5 separate regions of the Mus musculus genome follow, and regions 1, 2, 3 and 5 are each linked to region 4. A link is a contact called in public Hi-C and promoter capture Hi-C data. All regions are on one chromosome and are shown on one strand. Each heading gives the region's core, a stretch centred on a gene start, on an enhancer-like site or on the middle of the called end of the contact. The rest is flanking DNA. Distances are from core to core; before and after follow the strand shown.

The links. Promoter capture Hi-C pulls out the DNA fragments that hold promoters and counts their contacts. A called contact is a pair of places that touch in the nucleus more often than the background predicts.
Region 1: a Hi-C map of cortical neurons shows a contact between it and region 4, with 2.9 times the contacts expected there. The contact joins the enhancer-like site here to the promoter of Lrrn1 in region 4. A contact is called at or near these places in 1 of 39 promoter capture datasets (hippocampal neurons), 3 of 484 Hi-C or Micro-C datasets (cerebral cortex and cortical neurons), 1 of 115 datasets of contacts at active chromatin or transcription factors (embryonic stem cells) and 1 of 9 other capture datasets (embryonic stem cells).
Region 2: a promoter capture Hi-C map of hippocampal neurons shows a contact between it and region 4, with 3 times the contacts expected there. The contact joins the enhancer-like site here to the promoter of Lrrn1 in region 4. A contact is called at or near these places in 2 of 39 promoter capture datasets (hippocampal neurons and liver), 5 of 115 datasets of contacts at active chromatin or transcription factors (craniofacial prominence, embryonic forebrain, embryonic midbrain and 2 more) and 1 of 9 other capture datasets (embryonic stem cells).
Region 3: a contact with region 4 is called in a promoter capture Hi-C map of hippocampal neurons, with 6 times the contacts expected there. The contact joins the enhancer-like site here to the promoter of Lrrn1 in region 4. A contact is called at or near these places in 3 of 39 promoter capture datasets (embryonic stem cells, hippocampal neurons and stem cell-derived epiblast-like cells), 3 of 484 Hi-C or Micro-C datasets (cerebral cortex, cortical neurons and forebrain) and 4 of 115 datasets of contacts at active chromatin or transcription factors (embryonic forebrain, neural progenitor cells, neural tube and 1 more).
Region 5: a contact with region 4 is called in a Hi-C map of cerebellar granule neurons, with 3 times the contacts expected there. The contact joins the enhancer-like site here to the promoter of Lrrn1 in region 4. A contact is called at or near these places in 2 of 39 promoter capture datasets (hippocampal neurons and pre-B cells), 3 of 484 Hi-C or Micro-C datasets (brain, cerebellar granule neurons and cerebellum) and 3 of 115 datasets of contacts at active chromatin or transcription factors (embryonic hindbrain, neural tube and stem cell-derived neural progenitor cells).

Annotation. Positions count from the first base shown.
Region 1 is chr6:107,220,318-107,224,601 of GRCm38.p6, forward strand. No RefSeq gene overlaps it. Among named protein-coding and RNA genes, the nearest start is that of Gm34933, 28 kb to the left of the region's middle. Within about 2 kb of position 2,459, at least 2 of the 459 cell types and tissues checked have an H3K27ac peak or open chromatin away from gene starts, as enhancers often do. A contact at or near this core is called in cortical neurons, where this site is marked.
Region 2 is chr6:107,933,926-107,938,554 of GRCm38.p6, forward strand. No RefSeq gene overlaps it. Among named protein-coding and RNA genes, the nearest start is that of Gm35017, 120 kb to the left of the region's middle. Within about 2 kb of position 2,611, at least 7 of the 459 cell types and tissues checked have an H3K27ac peak or open chromatin away from gene starts, as enhancers often do. A contact at or near this core is called in hippocampal neurons, where this site is marked.
Region 3 is chr6:107,166,853-107,171,298 of GRCm38.p6, forward strand. No RefSeq gene overlaps it. Among named protein-coding and RNA genes, the nearest start is that of Gm34933, 26 kb to the right of the region's middle. Within about 2 kb of position 1,464, at least 8 of the 459 cell types and tissues checked have an H3K27ac peak or open chromatin away from gene starts, as enhancers often do. A contact at or near this core is called in cortical neurons and hippocampal neurons, where this site is marked.
Region 4 is chr6:107,527,088-107,531,276 of GRCm38.p6, forward strand. It overlaps Lrrn1 (leucine rich repeat protein 1, neuronal), which reads left to right and starts at 2,639. Exons shown (of 2, transcript NM_008516.4): 1 at 2,639-3,156.
Region 5 is chr6:107,061,788-107,066,168 of GRCm38.p6, forward strand. No RefSeq gene overlaps it. Among named protein-coding and RNA genes, the nearest start is that of Gm22418, 63 kb to the left of the region's middle. Within about 2 kb of position 1,279, at least 4 of the 459 cell types and tissues checked have an H3K27ac peak or open chromatin away from gene starts, as enhancers often do. A contact at or near this core is called in cerebellar granule neurons and cerebellum, where this site is marked.

The sequences.
Region 1 (4,284 bases), core at 1,209-3,708, 310 kb before region 4:
GTGACTCAGCAAGACCTGTTTGACCCTGCCTCTGCCCCACCGTTCCTGATGTAGAGCTTTGCCATTGACCCTGTCAGCCACTTCATACCCATCACCGTTCCCTGTTCCCTGCCTCCTACATCATCTTACCCCACCAAAAATTCTCCTCCCTCTGTTCTGTACTTATATAAGCAAGAGGTTGATGCTATGAAGTTGAGTTCCTGCTTTGACAGACTCCTGGCCCCAGGTGTGTTTGTTTTGGGCCGTGACATTCACCATGATGCTCAGCCCCAGAGAGAGACTCAGCTGGACCGGGTTCTCTCCTCTTGCCTGGACCTACAGGCAGAAAGCCAACAAATTAGTATAGGAACCCATCCCTAATGCAGCATTAACCTAGGACCAATGGGTATAGAATTAATAAAAAGGAGAAAAGAAGCTGACCACCAGCCACATCCTATCTGCTTTCTGCCTGTGGAAAGAGTGTGACCAGTTGCTACCTTGAATTGCCTTCCATAGTAGACTATATCATAGTACACTTTATGCCTTGAGGCCAACTAAACCTTTATCCTTGGAGTTGCTTTTGTGAGTGTCTTTCATTACAGCAACAGGACAAGAAACAAATACACTGTAAGAACGATAGGATGGTAGAGTAAGTGTGTTGGGAAGAAGCTAGTGGTACTAAATCAATAGGGAAAGGAGAGTGAGGAACAAGCAGCAAAGGGCTGGCTCTTTAAGGAGGTCCCTTCTATCCACGCTATAGTGAAAAGTCATTGCATGGAATGGGGTCAACTTCTATAAAACCATCAAAGAAAAAACTGTAGCATGCTCACAATGGCTATAACTACCTTTGGGCCAACACAGAGAAAACACAAAGGAAAGGTGAAAACTCAAAGTGGGCCAGAGAAGAACCCCTCAGAGAAAATACATAGCCTGGCAAATGAAAGTTGAGCAGGATACCCCTCAATGATACATTTTACCTCTTCACAGTAAGAAGAGTCTTGAATAAATACATATTAAAGCAGCTTCCTTAAGCTATAGATTATGAGTTTTCATTTGTTCCATACATTAAAAAAATTTAGTCTCAGTAAGAATATGGATGCCCTATCTCAGACAGAATTGGGAGGGTGTTAAACAAATAATTCTATTTTAACCAAGCTGGGCTCAGAGCCCAGAAAATAGGCACATTCAAACAAACAAGGGATCCTGAGGGGAAAATGACAGGAAGAAAGATCTAGAAGTACAGCAGAATTAGAGAGAGGGACAGCTGGGGTAGGTGACAGGACTGAGGCCTGGCTTTGTGATCTGGCACATCCTTTGTTAGACGTACTCTATGGTGCTGACCCCGTTCCCCCTAGGCTCTACAGTAGCCTCTGAATCAGTGGCAGCGGGGGCATAGAGCTCATGCTAGGGATGACCAACTAATCTGTCAATGGTCGCCATGCTTGTTTCTTTTCTGTTGCTGTGCTGAGACACTACTGAAAAGCCAATTCCAAAAGAAAGGCTTATTTGCCTTAAGCATTTGTGTCATAATCTAACACAGAGGGAAGTCTGGGCAGGGACTGAAGCAAGAACTGAGGCAGACACCATGGAAGAACTGCTGTGCTTCGTGACTCACTCTAACTTGCTCAGCTACCTTTCTTACACAGCCCAGGACCACCTTTCTGGGAATGGTGCCCGTAGTGGGCTGAGCCCTGCTACATCAATTAGAAATCAAGACAATATCCCATAGACATGTCCAGAGGACAATATGATTTGATCAGTCCCTCGGTAAATGGGACTCAATCGTTAATTGTCCTTAGGGTCCAAGAGAAAGTAGACAATAATTTTCCCTCTTCTTACCTTTCATGCTTTAGATTCTTAGGCTCAGGTAGTAACTTCACAAGAGAAGGGAGTCAGAAGGAATCAAATCCTCATCACCTGTGTATCTAGCAAGCTTTTCTTTCCCATTGTCCTTTCCTGTCCTGAAATTCTTCAGTAGACATTAAAGGCAAATCTTTTTTACTTTCTCTCCCTAGTGATTCTCATGGGTTTGTCAGTATAGGTAGGGTGGCTGCAATCTGACACTATGGTTTAGGGGCTATGGTATAGCATGGGAAAAGGGACAACAATACTACATGATGTTCCCAAGGCTCCCACACTGTTTAAAGACACAGTCTCTAATTACACACTCTTGGTTGGCTGGAGACCCTTAGTGACCCTCTCTTTGGGGGGTCTTGGTAGTGACAGTCGCTGGGTAGTAGAAGGCATATAGGCATCCCTGCATTTGCTAGCTAAGTGACAATCAGCCACCCTCCCCAATCTAAATCCAGCACCTTTGGCAATATCATCACCAATAAATGTCATGTTTCTAATACAATTTTCCCTGTAGAAATCAAACTTTTCTTATTCCTTAGATTCTTCACACTTGGGCAGAACTCCTACAAATAGTCAAATCTTTTTCACGACATTCAGATGAAGATCTAAGTCAGTTAAACAGCTAGAAAAAGAACAAACCATGGCTGATGAGTTACCATGGAAACCAAATCCCGACTGGAGTCCACTTCCACTCTCCATTGGGTTGGAAAGGCCTCATCTGTACTTCAGCATCAAAAAGAGAAAGACCAGGATCTGTCAATCATTTTCAAGAAACATGCATATATACAGAGAAATAAATATCTTACAATGAGGAATCCATTCAGTGAACGGTTTGCTTTTTAAATGTAAACCACAGCACTCTCTTTATTCCATGAATAAGCTGATTATTTGCTTAATAACACTCAAGAAGTGTTATAAGAAATAAAATCAAAATTAGGAAAAATTTCCATTTTTGTTCTATGTCTTTCCCCTAAATAACCTAAATCCTCATGTCTCTGGTTAAATAGACATTTAAACGGCATTTTTTTAGTTGTAGATAGGTTTGGGCACTCTAGTTGCTCTCTACTGATCTGTACAATCTCTAACAATCATTCCTTTAGGAACTTCCAGGATGCATTGTCAAGATGGCTCAGTAGATAAGAGCAGCTGCCTCCTAAGCTGACAGTCTGATTTCGGTCCCCTAGACTCACATGGTTAAAGAGAACTGGCTCTGCAGCTTGTCCTCTGACCTCCACAAGCACTTCATGTCATAAATGTGTGATTCTGTGTAGACACATGTACACACACACAAGTATATAAATGAAAATTTAAAAATATTCAAGACAATTTCCAGGACAACTTATGACAATATCACCACCCACTTCAGTACCAAACGTTTAAACTTCCTCTCCTCATTGCTCACTGTGGCAATTGTTGACATCAGTGCCTTCTATTTTTCTTCTCTATTGACATTCTCTTAACACTCATGAAATCTGAGTTCTAGTCTTGATGTTGTCTCTTATACTTCATGCTATCTGAGGCACACTAAGTCATCTGCCTAGACTTCAGTTACCTTATTTACTGCTGTAGTTAGGTCTACTCAGGAATATATTACATTATATTCAGACTCTCAACTCAGAAAGCCTACATTATCTGTATGTTTGATTTTTAGGTTGTGGGTATAGAATAGACTCCATTAATCATTTCTGACACATGTGATTTTTAGAGTTTATTCCCACTTCTAAGAGTCTACAAATTACACTTCAAAAGGACATCTCAGATGTCCAGGGAATACAGCATAGTGTGTCTTCCATTTTATGTAGTTCACAAAAGTCTGAAGAATTCAGGACATTTTATATTACAACTATACACTGGCCATAGATTATCTAAAAATCAAACAAACAAGTGAAACAACACTAAAAACCCACACACCCATATTCTGTGACCTCTCTTCACAGCGGCTGCCGGCTGATTCTCTAATCCATGAGTCTTCAGACAACCACACTCCAGTGATCTTGTGCACTTCTCCATCACCTGCTGTTAAAAGCTAACTAAAGAGAACAATATGTGCCAAACTACAAGATACCAGAGGGAGCATCTCATTAGTGTTGGGTGGTCCCAGACTGCAAAAGTCAGGAACAGATAAGTATCATCTGAATAATGGTAAATGTCAGGGTCACACAGCAGAGATAAGAGGATGAGTACAGATTCAGAATTTCAGTGGATTAGAGTGTGTGGCAGAAATTATGAACATGTTAGCGTGACAAATGGCTGTGTTTATAGCACTCTGCTAGGTGGTCATAAAGTTTAAAAGGAAGAGACTTGAGTTAACTCAAAGTGAATGATCAATTACACATATGGATCTTTTTAGATCTACCCTGCTAATATACAGTAAGAGACAGTAACACTAGAAGAACACTCAGGATGACTTTGTGATTTCTATTGCATCTTCCAATGCTAGCATACTCGTTT
Region 2 (4,629 bases), core at 1,361-3,860, 410 kb after region 4:
TGAGTGGGAGAGTGGGGCATATGTTCGTTGTCCTTAGTAATGTGAATTGAATCCATGGAGGGCCTTTGCAGGCTAAACACATGCTCTAATCGCCCTCCCGCCCCAGTTCGGGGTGAGACAATAATCAAATATCTATGGGCATAAAATGCAATACATTATACACATATTTCACATACATAAACACGCGTACTTTTAGAAAGAAATTCAGAAGCTACATATATTCCAATTGTAGCAGTAATAACGCTGGGTGCTAGAGAGATAACATTTTTGTGTATGTGATGCTATACAAGCATTATACGTTTGCACTAAAGGAGAAAAAAAGCTATTTTTATTGTAAAAATTATATGCTTTTGAAGATTTACTAACATAGTAAAATGTCATATAGTGCTAAAAGTCTCTAAGGCTGCCAAACAACAGGCATAATGAGATTTCATTTTGATTCTGTATGCAATAATGGGAAACTGAAGAGGCATGCACCACTGTGCTAATAGGAATTATCTTTGCTGGGCTAAGACAAGTTTTTTTTTCCTTCCCTTTTTTTTTTAATTACCCAAATTGGGAGTGTAACATTTTATTTATTTTATGGAATCTCATTAGCTCTGAGAAGCCCTCTCAGATTGTCACCATCTGCTGAAGCCCCGTGAAACTTGTTGAACATCTTACACCCTCAGCTCCAAGCTTGAGGATGTCGGTCCTGGTTATTTTCTCACGAGCGCTGTGGATGTCCCAGGTGTTTGATTTCTTTCAGCCACCCTAGTATTTGATCATAATCAGCAAATACCTGTAGCCTCATTGATTACTCTCAAATGCCACCATGGCTCTCTGCTACTCGGGCTTAGGGTTGGGCTGTGAGTGATGATGATGACAGCAGATGTGTCCCCTGAAGCCCCTAAACCTTGTTCCCACTCTCTGCAAAGCACCTGTCACCTTCATCTTTTCTACCGCAGAGCACACCTCCAGGGGTAGAGGTTCCTTCCTAAACAGTTTTTCATCCCCAGCCCATCAAGGTTCACTGTGAAAAGTGGAACCAGCAGATGGAACTGAGGGAAAGCTCATTATTACAGAACATAATTTATTACCACAGATTCCTGAGTCACCCAATGGGCAAGGAAATCAAGATTCGGAAAATGTTGAGCCTGGAAGGGAGATGAGAAGCTCAGGCTTAGAGATGAAGACACTGGGCCCAGAGATGGTGAACCACATGCCCTGGATCTCACAGCAAGTCGGTGGCCAGGGTGCTCTTTCACTGCAGCAGCCTGGGAGATAAATAAAATACACAATGCCATGCACAGATAGAAGGGTTAACTATGGTGAGGGAAACGGCCAGGTATGGCTCTCAATTTGCTTCTTTCACAAGGAGGCATCGATATTTATGGATTGAGGACTGATGGTTAGTGCTAATAAAGATGATCCATTTAGATATAAAGTATCAGACAAACGGTGGCTTTCTGAGTAGATTTGTAGGACTGTGTGTTGGGCTATTCATGCTGCATCGTCCACCAATAGCTACATGTGCAGGTAAGACACAGAATGCACTTTGGGATCATTCTGCTGCTTTACAAAGGTGGCTCCCATTTCCTGGCAGGGCCTCATCTCTTTCACCTCATTAAAGCCCCAGATTTTCCTCTAGCTTCACCTCTCTCAGATTATCCCTAAGACATCACCACACTCGTACCCCAGTCCCTGAGAGGATGCCTTGGGAAGGTGGTGATGACAGTTAAGGCATGAACAGACAGAGTGAGAAGAAAACAGGGAATCATTAAACACCTGAGCTTTGGAATAAAAGTTCCCTGTGTGCCAACTACCAGCTATGAGACATACAACAAATTATTACCTTCAAGTCTCTGGGCCTTCCTCTCCACATCTGTTTAAATCAGCACCTTAGCAGGCATTGCTTGAGCATACATACATACATACACACACACTCACACACACACTTTTTCTTTGTTGGGAGCAATTCAACAGAGAACAACAAAAAGACAAGAGCAAGAAAGAAAGAACAGAGGGAGTCACAGGCAGGGAAAAAGCCTGAGTGGGGATAGAAGGTTCTGGGTGATGAAGGTGGAGTTGCTGTGTAGAAGGAAATGGTACAGAGACTATAAGTTAATCTTCCAGAGGGAAAAAATAGCTATGGATACCAGCAATCAGAGTCAGGGGCCAGGGGCACTCACACCACCAGTCTGGGGAAGATAATATTTTCCACCTGAAAACTAATCTGGTAGGTTTTGGTACTAGTTAGGAAAAGACCTATAAATGGGGAAGATAACATCCTTTAACAAGTGGCCACGGAAAGCGCAGCTGCCTGCTTAGTAACAAGCTCCGTAACCAGGGACTGTGTTATACTGAATTCAACTATTTCATATTTAAGCATATTTTGACAGCAATAATTTTTGGCTCCCTAGTCTGTGTTCCCACATTTATAGAACACAATGTCATAGCCACCATTATCCCTACTCTGGATCCACAGAGGAAGATAACGCAAATCTAGTTAACCAGAATATCCCATTTCTAGGGATGCTGCTTAAAATATTTGACAGCCAGAACAGCAAGAATGCCACGTAAGGATGGGTTTCTGTAGAATTACACAGAATGTACGCCCACCCACACACTCACCTCACCCCCAGCACAAGAGGAATCCAACACTGAATCCTAAACCACACTTGATCTGATCATCCTCTAGGTAGGAGGAAAAAAAAAAAAAAACAGCCTTAGGGAAAAGAAGTCGGGCTCTTTACATTATGGCAGTGTAATGGTTTGAAAGAAAATATCTCCCATAGGCTCACAGGGAGTGGCAATATTAGGAGGTGGTCTTGCTGGAGTAGGTGTGGCTTTGTTAGAGGAAGTACATCACTACAGAGGTGGCTATTGAGATCTCAGAAGCTCTCAGTCTGCCTAGAGGCTCATTGTCTCTTCCTGCTGCATAGGTGTAGAGGGAGGTGCTGATACTAAGGTCTGGTTCCCTCATTGGTTCTTGTTTTTGTCAATAAAGAAGTCCAGGAGCCAATTGCTGAGCAAACGTGCATATGAGACTTTCAGGGTCCCAAGAGGAAAAGGCAGACACAGGGAAAAGGGTTTTTCAGCCATGCTTTGGAATGAAAAGAAAGCAGCAGTCATGTAAGGCTTCTGGGCAGGGGCAGCTAGGGCCTGCAGCTTCTGCTATGAGCGGGGGCCAAGGAGGTTGACGGGGGCTAGCTGATACAGGCTAGCAGATAAGTTTAGGGCAGGAGGACAAATGGAGATAATAATTGATGATGGCATGCCTTTCCAGGCAGGAGATTCTGTGCCCAACAATTGTGCTAGCTGGCAAAGACTTTTTTATCCGCAGATTCAAAGGTCTTGGATGGTGCTGATAACACAACCACTCCTGGGACAAGGGTCAGGGGAGTGGGCTAGTGGAGTGGTTGACTCCCACAGCAAGGTGGGGAGAGAGAGAGAGAGAAGCTGGGTCAGTGCTTGTGGCTTGGCAGAGCTAAGCCAGGAGGAACAAAGGGAGGTAGGGCCAGAGCTCCTAGGCAAAGGCAGTAGCATGGTTCTAAACTTACAAGCAACACCTAGGCATCCAGATTAGACGTCTCAGCTACCTCTCCAGCACAATGTCTGCCTACAAATAGACTAAGCCTCTTAACTGTAAGCTAGCTGCAAATGTTTTCCTTTATAAGAGTTTCAGTGGCTGTAGAGTGTCTTTACAGCAATAAAACCCTAAGACAGGTAGCTAGAATATGACACCTTAGGGCCGAGAGAAGAGTGAACTCAAACAAGTAGGATGGACAGGAGAGCAAAGAGAACTCTGTAAAGTTTGCCTTGACTTTAAAGCTCCTGGTTCTGTGGCTATCTCCTTAATGCCAGGGTCAGCACCATCATCCTTCCCAGTCACCTGACCCAAGCTATTCTTTATTCTTCCTCTTAAATGTCTTTGCATTGGGTTTGTAACATAAAATCAAAGGTTCTGACTAAAACTCCACTTGCAAAACTTGGCTGTGCACAAGTAGTGTCCATGGATCAAGCTAGTATCAATAGAAAGATATGAAAATGGGAAAATAAAAAAGAAAGAAGACTTTGAATCTGAGAATTTGTTCTTGGAGAAAAAAAAACTCTCCACTTTCTGCTCTTTAGTCTGTGTTAATAGTATCACATAAACTAACACACCAAAGAGTGTTCATGTTACAAAAGGCTACCCACATATCATTGTGCTAATTTTTTCCTCTACAACCTGACCATACAGGATGGTTCTTGGTCCCATGACTGAGACCCATCTGCTACACATGCAAGCAAATCAAGCTGACTAGCTACCCAAACCCTTGTGACCAGAGTTCAGGTATCCAAAAACTGAGTTTATCAAATCCACAACTAAGTGACCGTTATTACATCAGTAAAGAGGAAAGGTCACATAAGGTTATGCATCTCATTAGGACCTATGCCTTTAAGAAAAGTTCCGAAGTTCAAATCCTCAAAAATGCAAAACCTATTAAAAGCCTATACAAGGAACATCGAAAAAGAAGAAATCAATATGGTCAAATAACAATAGGTAGACATCACTAAGCTTGTTGTATTTGGCCTACTATACGGTTATGCATCAAAGATAGCTGATAGGCTAGAAGCATGTGGGATGGATGACTTGTTATAGATCTG
Region 3 (4,446 bases), core at 214-2,713, 360 kb before region 4:
GATAGCTATGAATGAAGCCAATACAAAATAATAGTTTACTAAAGCACAAGGTTGGGACTAGAGAGCTATCTCAGAAGATACGTGTTTGCTGTGCTTCTAAAGATTCTAGGTAAGCTTTCTGGGTCCCATGTTGGGTAGCTCACAAAGATGTGCACCTTTAGCTCAAAAGGATCTAATGTCTTCTACTACTACTACTACTGCACACACACACACACACACACACACACACACACACACACACACACACACACACAGAGAGAGAGAGAGAGAGAGAGAGAGAGAGAGAGAGAGAGAGAGAGAGAGAGAGAGAGCGAGCGCGAGCTGTGGAGTGGCTGCCTTATTCTCTTGCTCCTGTAACTCAATGGAGAGGGTCTTGTGAATGGATTTTGTAAATGATGATGTCATATTGCCATGTCAAAATATTGAGCATACCTAAATATTCAGGATTCATGTAAATGCCACCAACTTTGGGTATCCAGACATGAGGATAAGGGAAAATATTATGGTTCCATATGGACACTGGAGTGAAAGACATGGATATTGGATAATCAACTGACAATATTATCAAAATTGTTTTTCTAACTTATTTCTGTATGGTGGCAGCAGAAAACAGCAAAGCAAGAGGAAAATCATACAAATACTATAATGTATAATATGCTGTGTATCCAACCTCACAAGTCAGTCAGAAGTAGTCTGAGAGTTGAAATCTATCTTCCACCCCTGAATTCATCTCTAAAAATTTTTTAATCCTTTTAAAATCCTTCTGAATTCCTCTGGGATTACATTTCATTTTTGTTTTCCTTTGTACATATTATCACAGTGTCTGTTATCCTCTTCAATCTTGTTGAAGAGTGTGTGTGTGTGTGTGTGTGTGTGTGTGTGTGTGTGTGTGTCTGTGTGTGTCTGTGTGTGTCTGTGTATGTGTCTGTGTGTGTGTGTTTGAGTTAAGGGCATATTTCACAAGGCTGCAAAGGTTTTACTTGCTACAGATGAATTATCATAAACCAGTGAGAAGAGAATAATATAAGCATATTGAGATGTGGGTGTCAGGCAGCGAGTTAGAATTACCCATTAGCTACATTGACTTGCTCCCACACATCAGCTTGTCTGTGTGCTCCATTGCAATATGTGTCTGAGCAAGATCTGAAATCAAAGCATGTCATGAACTATCAGGTTCATCAGCAAACAGTCAAAACTGCTTATGCCAAATCCATAAATGCCAAGGATCTTCAACACAAATGTAAACTATTAATGAACTTTATAAAATGTGTAAAATCCAGTGATGATAAGAATTTGAAGCAAGAAAATCCCTTCTAAGGGAAGAGTTGCTAAAAATAATCATAGGAATTGTCAAATATTCACAGCAGATTTAGAAGCTTCGTTTGCACCTTCTTGGGTGCTGATTTGATGTGGGAGACTAAAAACGTCCAGAGTTCTATAACATCTACATTCAGTTATGAAGAGGGAAAACTTCTAGCTCTTAAGGACTGCTTTTGGAACTCATCTGGCTGCCTTTGTCTTGACAGACACATCTAACTGGCTTCCAAGGAATCTTTGAACATACAAAGAACAAATGTAGAGCCATTGCAGTAGAAGAAAATAAAATCAAATGGTCAACATGCACAACAATCCAAAATCTTACAGTGTGCACAGTATAAGTCCCTCTCACATGCAGAGCAAGACATTTTCCTTTGAAGGTGATTTTTCTTTTCCTATAAAACTTTTAAAAAATCATATTCACCTTCCTTCCCTACAACCCTTTGCAGAAATATCTCCCTTTATATCTACTCAACTTTGTATCATTTGTGTTTTATTTGTTTTAAAGCTCCATGAAAGTCAAAGACAGATCAAATCCCAGCATGAAGAAGAGAGTTGTGTCCATAATCCCGCTCCTTGCATTAGACACATTGGAAACGTTTAGCTGCTGGAAGAAAGAGACAGCTTTTCTCTAAGAGTGTAGGCCTTGCTGCATGGAACACATTCCTATAAAAACCATGCATCCAAGAATATTTGGGCAGCATGATTTGGTCATTGGAGACTAAGTGAAAACCAACAAATACTAGATTTTCAAAAAATTGAAGACTAACATAGAAAAAAAGAGAGTTACCTAAGAATGAGTTTATCTCTATGGTCCTAAAGCCTGGTAGCTGAAAATACTGAGGACCCACTAATTAAATATATGCTTTTTTTCCAGATAATGCAACTAATCTCATCAAGATGAATGGTTAACGAGTTAAACTGTTAGTTATGTAGATGTGTGAGATTAAGTTCGAAAGGGAGATTCTTACCAATGCAAAATTAAATTTAAAAAAATCACTTTGATCTTGGTTTCATGGGGTTATATAATATTGCAGTAACAAATTAACCAAGATATTTGGTTGGATATATATAAAGATGCAAAGATGTCTCAGAATTTGTAATTATTTGGCATGGAGGCTGTAATAAAAATATGCTCAGTTGTTTGCCCAGAACATTTAGAAGTGAAAGTTACTAAGCTCAGTTGGATTTAAATACTAAGGCTATCAGTTCAACTTCCCTCTCAAAAAAACATTTCCCATACTATCTACAAGTTGTAATGTATCTTATCTCACTAACAAATTATATGAGGATTCTCAGATAAATTCGCATCTACACAATAAAGTGACGTTAGAAAGAATGAAGATTAAAAAACCCAGTTTGAGTTGATGAACTTAATGAGGTAATGTCTTGTTCAATGTCTTGTTGAGAACATGTGATCTTGAAGAGAGTTACCACTTAGATAATGGCATGTGTCATCATGATGACACATGTTATTCTTGGAAGAAGAAACTGGGCAGGATCAATGAAGTATGTGGTGCTTCAAGAAATCTAAGGATTCTTCGGACTTACTGACTGGGCTAGAAAACATCAGGTATGTTTCCTAGAGTCTGTTCTGTGCTACTGTCATTTAGGGATACAAATTCATCTAAGGTTAAGGACTACATCAAGAGTAACAATTTCCTTCAAGATTAACTCTTAGCAATCTTTAAGGTTCATGTACTCCATTATCAGTACTATTATTATGTAAACTTTGTTGAGTTCTTACTGTGTGACAGATATTCTACAGAGTACCTGATATCGATTGACTATTCCATTCTTTAAACAGTGGCAGGTATATATAATCCTTGCTTCACAGATAGGTCAACAATTTACCTAATTTTGCTTAATTCGAGTACAAGAAGGCATGAAAACAATTTTTTTTTCCTGACATCAATCACAGTGTCCTTAATAAATGTTACTTCTTTTCTCTGATTCCCCACTGTGCATACTCCCTCTCTGGCTTAACATTTCTGTATGGCTATGACTTTTGGTTCTCAGTGTAGCTCCCATACTATTTTCAATCAGTGTGTGTGTGTGTGTGTGTGTGTGTGTGTGTGTGTGTGTGAGTGTGTGTGTATGTGTGTATGTGTGTGTGTGTGTGTGTGTGTGTGTGTGTGTGTGTGTGTATGTGTGTGTGTGTGTGTGTGTGTGTGTGTATTGAGTATACTTGATAGTATGGGTGTGTGCATGTATGTATTTAGTTACATGTGTGTGTATGTATGTGGAAATCCAAGGCCAATATTAGATGGCTTTTCTGGATTGATTTATACCTTTACTTTTTAAGAGACACTTCCACTGAACCTGAACTAAATCTACTAGGCTCACTGGCCAACAAGTTTCTCAGAGATTTGCCTTTTTCCATGAATGTTCTCCATCCTCATGGTAATGGTCCCATGTACATACAGCCATTTCTGGCTTCTTACATAAGTTTGTTTTTTTTTTTTTTTTTCGTATATTTAGATTCAACTCTTCATGCGTTTTGGTCACACTTTACCAATTGAACAGTCATTCTAACCCTCAATCACATTTTTCTTCTGTGATCAGCATTCTTTTGGATTTCTCTGGCTCATTCCTAGTAATCTGTTGTCTTATCTCTAGTATCCTTGACCAACTGGTCCACAGCAACATATAGCCTTTCAAATCCTTGATTTTAGAAGGAAGGGATACCTTAAAACTGGAGATGAGGAAAAGAAAAGAAGATTGGATGAAGCCAAAGAAACTTTTACATCAAGATTTTGAGCTTAAAACTAATAGGTACTATATTAGGCTTCTAAAGAAATAAAACTTAATATAAAAATATATTAAATATTAATGTTATATACTAAAAGATTTACTAGACTGACTTAAGTAAGATTATCCATAACAACTACCAATACCAAAGTTATATTTTAATTTTTAAAAATTAGTTAATTATTAGGGAGAAGTTTAGGTGCCATGGTGTATGTGCGTGGAGGGATATCAGTGTGTATGAGAGAGGACAAAGAACTTGGTCATCTTTACTTCCACTATGTGGATCTCAGGTACCAAACTTAGAACATCATGCCTGGTAGCAAATCTATCTAATGAGTCTTCTGCTGATACCAGAAAATATCTTCTAAACACTGTGCT
Region 4 (4,189 bases), core at 1,389-3,888:
ATCACCATGTCTTCTGGACCTCCACTCAGCAGTAACCATTTTCCAGCTTCAAGTTCCTGCCCCCATTGCTGGCACACATGGTCTTCCTAGTGTTCCTCTGACTAGAGCCAAGGAAATGCAGTGACCAAGTAGAAGTAGGTTAGGCTTCCTTCCTCACTCTTACTTTGGGGAAGAGAGAAATTGGTGTAAATAAATGATATGCTTGTTTAAAAGAAATGACTCGAATGGCAGGGAGAGCATTTCTCTTGCTGGCTCTGCCAGTTTCTTGGAGTACACAGCTCTGGCATCACAATCCCCCATCTGACTCGATGTCTTTTTTTTTTTTTTTCTTTTTTTCTTTTAATCTGTAAAACCTGGCTACATCATGCCTACTGGTTATGTCTGTCAGTGCTTGCTATCTGCCACACAGTAAGACATCTGCAGGGATTGTACTTACTTATTCTCACTTAAGCAACACACTTCCTTGGACTGGGACTGTGATTAGTCCCACTTTAGAGCCAAGAAAACTAAGGCTTAAAGCGGCAAAGTGACATTCCCATGGGGACATAGACCCTAATTGCAGTTCTGAGCTTTAAAACCATATTGGCCTGTTTTCGAAGGTCATACCTTGGTGCCGGATTCACACCACCATCCTCATGGAGTCTTCTAAAACCTGGATGCTCTTACAGATCTTTGGAGTAAGCCCTCTCCATCCAAGCTCCACCTCTCCGCCGCTTAGGAGCCACCCTGCATCACACAGTGCAGTATCATCTCTCTCCATCTCCCAAGAACATACAGACTTTCCAAGTCCTCTTGAAAGGCCACATACACGTTTCTATGTCTACCAGTAACTCCTTTTAAACTCTATCCTACATGCAGTCTACATGAAAAATGAAGAGAAAAAAAAACATAATCTAGTCTAATCTAAACTCAACTTATTTTTTCTTTTTCTTTTGTCTGGCTATCTCTACAATTCACTCATTATTTAACCTTCATACTAACAGTGTCTTTCCCTAGAACCTATTAAGGTGCCCCATTTGACTACCAGTGGCTACAAAATACTATTGGGACGATATGAAGCTGATTGACAAGTGTAAGCAAACACTTTTCAGATATCTATGCAAGACGGTGGGGGGGGGGGGATATAGGGATCAAGAATGCAGGATTACTGTTATTGAATCTCTCTCCTAGCACTAACGACTTCAAAAGTAATTTCTGTGATAACGTAGTCTTCCAAATTCCCCAGAATTTCTTTTTTTTTAAATTAGGTATTTTAGCTCATTTACATTTCCAATGCTATACCAAAAGTCCCCCATACCCACCCCCACTCCCTTACCCGCCCACTCCCCCTTTTTGGCCCTGGCGTTCCCCTGTTCTGGGGCATATAAAGTTTGTGTGTCCAATGGGCCTCTCTTTCCAGTGATGGCCGACTAGGCCATCTTTTGATACACATGCAGCTAGAGTCAAGAGCTCCGGGGTACTGGTTAGTTCATAATGTTGATCCACCTATAGGGTTGCAGATCCCTTTAGCTCCTTGGGTACTTTCTCTAGCTCCTCCATTGGGAGCCCCGTGATCCATCCATTAGCTGACTGTGGGCATCCACTTCTGTGTTTGCTAGGCCCCGGCATAGTCTTACAAGAGACAGCTACATCTGGGTCCTTTCGATAAAATCTTGCTAGTGTATGCAATAGTGTCAGCGTTTGGATGCTGATTATGGGGTGGATCCCTGGATAAGGCAGTCTCTACATGGTCCATCCTTTCACAAATTCCCCAGAATTTCTTGACTTGAGTATCCCGGGGAAATAAAATCAGGTTCTCTTTCTCAAAGTTGCTGATGCTCTCTCTCTCTCTCTCTCTCTCTCTCTCTCTCTCTCTTAAAGCTGATTCCCCCAATAGCACTTATCAAAGGCTTTTCCTGAACCTTGCTTTGGATTGTCACTTTGAAGTTGAGACCCTGGTTCAGGTCTAGTCTTCAACCACTTCCACCCTCCCTTCCACACTCTTGCCTGCCTCCCACCACCCTTGCCCTCACACCGCTCTGCAGTCTGCACTTTCAATCAATCCTCTGCTAATGTGAACACAAGTTTCACACCTAACCAAACAGACACTACACAGTTTCAAAGTTTCAGAATTGTTTCCAGAAAGCCTCCAGAATTTCACAGTGGCTTTGCCTCGCAATTAAGGGTCACAGAACTACCCTGGGTTCGGCAAGGGCATTAACCATTTCAGCTGCGGGTATGTATGTATGCACCACATAGCCAACTATCTCCAAAGGATGGGTCAGATCTCATACTTAAAACTCCATTGCAGTCCCATGGAGACTATGGCGTTCCTACAAGGGTTCTTCCCCTGTCCTTGCCTTCCTCTCCCAGTCACAGTCTTTCGTCCCTATTTTTTTAAAAAAGAAGAAAATGAAAAAAAGAAAAAAGGAGTGGCTCTCTGCTCCCTGCAGCGGCTGTAGTGGCATTGCAGCGATCTGGCAGGCCCAGGGTGGCGGGCCCGAGCTGCCCCTTTGTTGGGCGGGCTACAGATGGTGCCCCAGCGCGGGACTGCGCCTAGGCGGGCGTAGCGGGCGGGAGGGCGGGAGGGGGAGGCCGGGAAGGGGGTCGGGCGGGAGGGGAGGAGACCGCTAAGCAGCCAATCGGCGCGCAGCCCATCAGCTGACCGCTTTTGCTTACACCAGGTGCACGCCGGCTGCGGGGAGCACAAAGCGGGGCGCACGGAGGGCGCCGGCAGCAAGCCGTGAAGCCAGGCGAGGGCCGTGCGCCCCGGTTTGCAGCGCTTGTCGGGCGGGGACCGGGGCCCGCGGCGTCCTCCCAGACAGTGGCATCCTTGCCACCGCACTCCGAGGCGCCTCGGGCGCCTTCCTTGAGACCGATCCTTCGCTGCCCCGCCCTCTGCACCCCATTTCTTCTACCCTCTTTCCTATTCCCGCCTGTCTCTACCACGACCCCCAAGAACGCGATTTAGCCCAGCCCCGCGCAGCAGCTGTTGCTCCCGCGGCTGTCTCGCCTTGCATCTTGGTGCTCTGCTGGGGGTCCCCCAAGGAGCCAGTGCGCGCTGCGGGCTGGGTGGAGGCGCTGCTCTGCCGGTCCTCATCCTCCGGCTAGTGGCTGCTGCTGCCACCACCACCCGCTCCGTGCGCACCCCAACACCCCTGTCAGCCCAGCCTTAGGGTAAGTGCCCGGACCAACTGGGCCGCAGCAGGAGGTGTGGGAGGCAGCGGGAGGTGTGGGAGGCAGCAGGGAGGAAGTAGAGACAAACTTGGCAGCTTGGCGGACCCTACTGCGTTTGAGAAACCTCGGGATAAGATCTCAGGGCTAAGGGGAACAAGGGGGCGCGGTTTCTCGAGCAAGGAGGAAAAACGAAGTCGGGAAAGGAGAATCTACCGATCACCCTCTTGCCTTCAAAATGAAGCAGGGCGAGCGAGAGCAATAGTTGAGAAGAAAGGCCAGACAGAAATGGGCAAAAGGCAGTGACTGGAGCTGAGGCCCCAGGATCTCAGGGACCCATCAGAGGGGGAAAGAGAAGAGAAGGCTTGGTGCTGTGATCAGGGGAAAGAAGCTGGGGACCTGGGAAGAGAGCAGACAGAAGACCCAGGGAGTTGGAAATGGGGTCAAAAGGAAAGAAAGGTGGCAGGTTGTGGGGAGAGGAAAAGGTCTCGGCAGAGGCTACGATGCTAAGAATAAAGAGCAAGGAGTGTAATTAACAAAACACTGAGGATACTGAAGTCAGAGCATTGGGGAGAACATACTCAACTGTTATGTGGTCCAAGGAGGAGAAAACTGTTTTGAGCCTAGAAGGGGTAGCTCCCTTAAGGAGGCTTGCTACAGACGTGGAAATTTCAGGGAAGTCTTGATCTTTTCCAGGCATTCTGCTCTGGGGTCAGTGACTAGGAAAGTTTGCCAGCGAGTGTCCTTTGTGCTGCAAGGAGAGGGGTGTGGGCTGCTGCCTACTGATTCGGTGCTTCCTAGGTTCCTGCGGTCACCGCTACCTCAGAGGGAAGTCCTTGGCTGGCTGGGTTCCCTCCCTTCCTCCCCCCGCCCCCAACCCTCTACCGAAAGCCTAGCAGCCAAGAGGTGCCCTGCACACTGGGTAGATTGGAAAGTTCGTCCTGGGTCTTTTGCCGGACAGGACAGCAGGCACGGATGCGCAGGCTGGAAGATTCCGTAGTAGTACTTGCTCCAGAGGGACCTTGTCTGCGGTATC
Region 5 (4,381 bases), core at 29-2,528, 470 kb before region 4:
AACTCTCTCAGTTACTCTGCACCTACTGTGCTAAAATACCACCACCATAAGCAACTTACAAAAGGAAGAGCTTATTTGGGCTTACAGTTCTGTGCAGATGATCATGTTGGGAAGGCACAACAGGAAGTGGCAGGTGAGGAGCAGGAAGCTGAGAGCTCATAACACCTACAACCACAAAGCAGAGAGAGTGAACTGGAAGTGATAGGAGGCTATATCTCAAGGCTCATCCCTCTGTGACATACTTTGTCCAGCAAGGTCTCCAAGCATCACCCCCAAGTAAGTGACTAGGTGTACAAATACCTGAACCTACAGAAAAGATTTGCCATTCAAATTACCTCAGCAATAGTTACTAACATTTTCAAAAATGCCAACTATAGCTCCAAAATCTGCTGGGAGTCTGATATTCACAGATGCAGAGGCAACCATGACCTTCCTCTCAAAATTCCTTACCCAATGCTTGTATTTGCTACTAATATTTACATGAATCCCGCTGTGTCCTTTTTTAAGATAGTAAGCAGCAGAGCATCAAAGTGTACACCTACACTCCCAGACTTAGAAGGATGAGGCAGGAGAACTTTAAGTTCAAGGCTGGCATGGGCACACTTGGTGAAACAGACATCTGGCAGAACAAGAAGGCCTGACCTTACACTGTCATTCACTTACAGCTCTCTGTGGTTCTATTCTATGGTCACTGGGTCAACTTTATACTGAGGGCATCACATTCAGCAGTGGGAAACACATTACAAAAGCAAACCCTAATAAAACATTCCATATCCTGATCAAACACTTTTCCCTAAGGTACTCTTCCATCAAGTTAGTGACAACTTCAGGGCTCAAATCTATGATCTTATCAGGTCAAGAATTACCTTAGATACGGTCACAGTATGATATAGCTTCTCCTTCTAGGACCAATCAGTGGCCAGTTATTTCTGTGAAGATTATATTAATATTTGTGTCTCAAGAAACTCTCAGCTCCCTAAATCAACAGTAACTGTATCACACAGTAGGCTTTCATAAGGTAAGATGTAGGCTCTTGGGTAAGCCTGTTTTGTTTTTTTTTTTTTTTCTTAAGAATGCAATAAAATAGAAATAGTTCTCTGCTTTTCAAATTTGCTTTCTGATCATTGTCAGCAAGAGTGGAAGTGGTATCGGAAGAGATTTTTTTTGTTACATCATCTCTGGCCTTTATCCAATGACCTTATTTCTTCCCCTCTGCTCAGGAGAACATATTGTACAAGGTCAGCAAGATGGATCTGGAGCCCCAGTTTTATGTCTTCCCTTGCCAAAATATCACTTCTGCTCAGGGGCACACACCTGCTCCCTCCTTCTTTGCCAGCTCTGTTAGGTGAGCTAAATTACAATTTCTCTTCTTTCGAGGGTGTGTGGGATGCAAGCCTCTAGCTTCTTATGCTCGAGTCTACTCTTTATAGAGCAGCATTTGATATATTATTGAAGGCACAGCACAACATCGAGTGCAACAAGTCCTGCCCCCATTATAATTCTAGAAATTTGTCTTTCTGATCCTGTACCCAACCTGACCCCAACACCTAAGCCAATACAGCATTTCTTCCCATCACTTCCTTTTATCCAAAGCGGCGCCAACATCTTTCTTTGTCATTGCTTTGTATCTCAGCACCCATACTCATGTTTCCTAGCTGCTTTCTCTTGAGTCTAAATGATCTGTGCAAGCAAGTGGTGACTAAGAGCTTTTTGTTTTACTCCTTCACACCTGACTGTAATTATCTGCAATTGTTACAGTAGCCAGAATGCAAATCACACCTGTTTCTCAGTGTAATGTGAATACATGCTCCAGTCCCCACCTATGCTTGTCTTGCCCCTTTCTATTCTTACCTTCGATGCTCTAAACAGTTCACTATGCTTCAGCCACCAGAGCCTCTGGGATTCCTGTAGGAATGTCCATCCTACCCAATTGAGAGCTCTGACACATAGTGAGCTCTTGGTCACGGACACCTTTCAGATCCCCAGTCCTTAAGTGCTTAATTCCTTCACTTCAGTTATCTTCTTTCCTATCACTAATAAATATCAGACTCCAACCTTGAATCTAGGTTCTTTGCCACTAATGCTGGCCCCACCACACTTTTATTTCCCTCACAGAGAAAAACAAGACCTTGAGAAGACAGACTAACCTAAGATGTTCAGAGGCCCCCATGAAAAGGACAAAAGGAACTTTAGTTCTGTGTCCCTGTCCAGGAACAGACTTGGCCAGGTCTGTGTGATGCTGGGGCAGATGCCTTGTAGGAGTCAAGGTTGTAGTTTCTGGGGACATTGCTCTTCCCCTTGGGCTGTGGTTATCAGTCCTAAAGAGGCTGTGTCTGAGGTATCCTGTGTCCTCTTTGCCAACATTGTCTGACTTAGCTCTCTGGTGACTTTGGCAGTTGTCCCCTGAGCACCATCCCTGCAAGTAGTATATAAGATGCTGTGATTCTTTTTTTTTTAATTAGGTATTTTCTTCATTTACATTTCCAATGCTATCTCAAAAGTCCCCCATGCCCCCCCCCACTCCCCTACCCATGCACTCCCTCTTCTTGGTCCTAGCATTCCCCTGTACTGAGGCATATAAAGTTTGCAAGACCAATGGGCCTCTCTTTCCACTGATGGCCAACTAGGCCATCTTCTGATACATATGCAGCTAGAGACATGAGCTCCTGGGAGTACTGGTTAGTTCATATTGTTGTTCTACCTATAGGGTTGCAGATCTCTTTAGCTCCTTGGGTACTCTCTCTAGCTCCTCCATTGGGGGCCCTGTGATCCATCCAATAGCTGACTGTGATCATCTACTTCTGTGTTTGCTAGGCCCCAATGCTGTGATTCTTAATAGTCTTGCTTGGCATAGCCATCAGCTATGTTAGAGTTCCTGGTCCCAGTTATTGCTTTTGTCATTTTTCATTCATGTGACAGACACTTTGATGTTTAGCACCCTTATTCTGCTGATTCAGGATATGGACATGATGGGGGAAATGCTTGGAACAGAAGCTTAGCTCAACATCTGGGTGACTGTTCTAGTCCTGGCTTTCCCCCAGGGATCTGCTTTTATCTCCTTCTGGAAACAGCTGCTGCCGGCTCAGCTGTATCTTTCCTCTGCCTACAGTGTAATCATCTCCACTCAGGACAGTCTCTGCATGGGTTCACGGCAGAACTGTGGTTTAATGGACCAAAAATTATATTGGGTATATAGTAAGATGGATCAGGGTGTGCTGTGGCAAGGACCAGCTGCATGAAAATTCTCCCATGTCATTACCTTGCTTCGTGTATTGCCTTCTGCCATCCAAAAGCCACACATCAATACAGGGTAAATCAAGCAAGAGATTTATGGAGGAAATGCCTGTGAAGGTTAAAGGAGAGAGTGAAGAGAGACTTGCAGACTGCAATGTAGATCTGACACTCCCCAAAGGATGGGAGAGAGAACAAGGACACATCTAGGTTCTCAGAAAGGTTAGTCTAGGACATTAAGGAGGCATGGAGCAAAGTGAGAGTGGTCCTATCTAGAGGAATGTATCTCTTTACACAGGTGGCGGTGGGAACATGACTTGACATGAACTTGGGAACAGATCAACTGTATCCCCTCCTGACTCAGATACCATGATCAGCTTCATTTTTCTTATTGCAAATACTTTGTATCCAAAAACCCCTGCTTTAAATCCTGGTTCTTGAACCATGAGATTTTTCCATCTGTAATATGTTCAATCTCCTATAAGATTCAGTTTTCACAAAAGACAGTACACATTGGCATAGATGAAGGGAGAGAATTGTTGGGAATGTAAGCTATTATAGTCACCATGGAATTTGAATGTGGAGGAGGCTGGGGAAACTACAGATATCATAGGAGCAGGCTGTGCCACTCCTACAAATATGCAAGTTAATGTACTACAGAGATATTTGTGCACCCATGTTTATTACCATAGCACTCACAGTAATCAGAAAATGATGTCCACTAACAAATGAGTAGATAAAAAAAATGTGGTAGATATACACAATGAAATTTCATATTTTATTCAACCATATGGAGAAATGAAAAGGTCAGGCTCACAAAGGCAAATAACTCTCACTTTCAATCATACACAGGACATATGTCTATATATTTTATATAATATAGTCACATAATATTACACACACACACTCCATGAAAGGTGAGGAACTCAACAGAGGGAAAATGAAAGAAAAACGATAATCAAACACAAGAGAAAGGGATTATTTGAAGGTAGGTATGGAACCAGAAGAGAAATACGGGAGGAAGAAAAGCAACTAGGGAGAGGAATAAGTCAAAATTTAAAAAAATACACTGACATGTATGTATAAAATGTCATAATGAGGTATAGTGTTTTGTCTGCTAGCCTTATAAATTAATAAAGTTCCCTTTTTC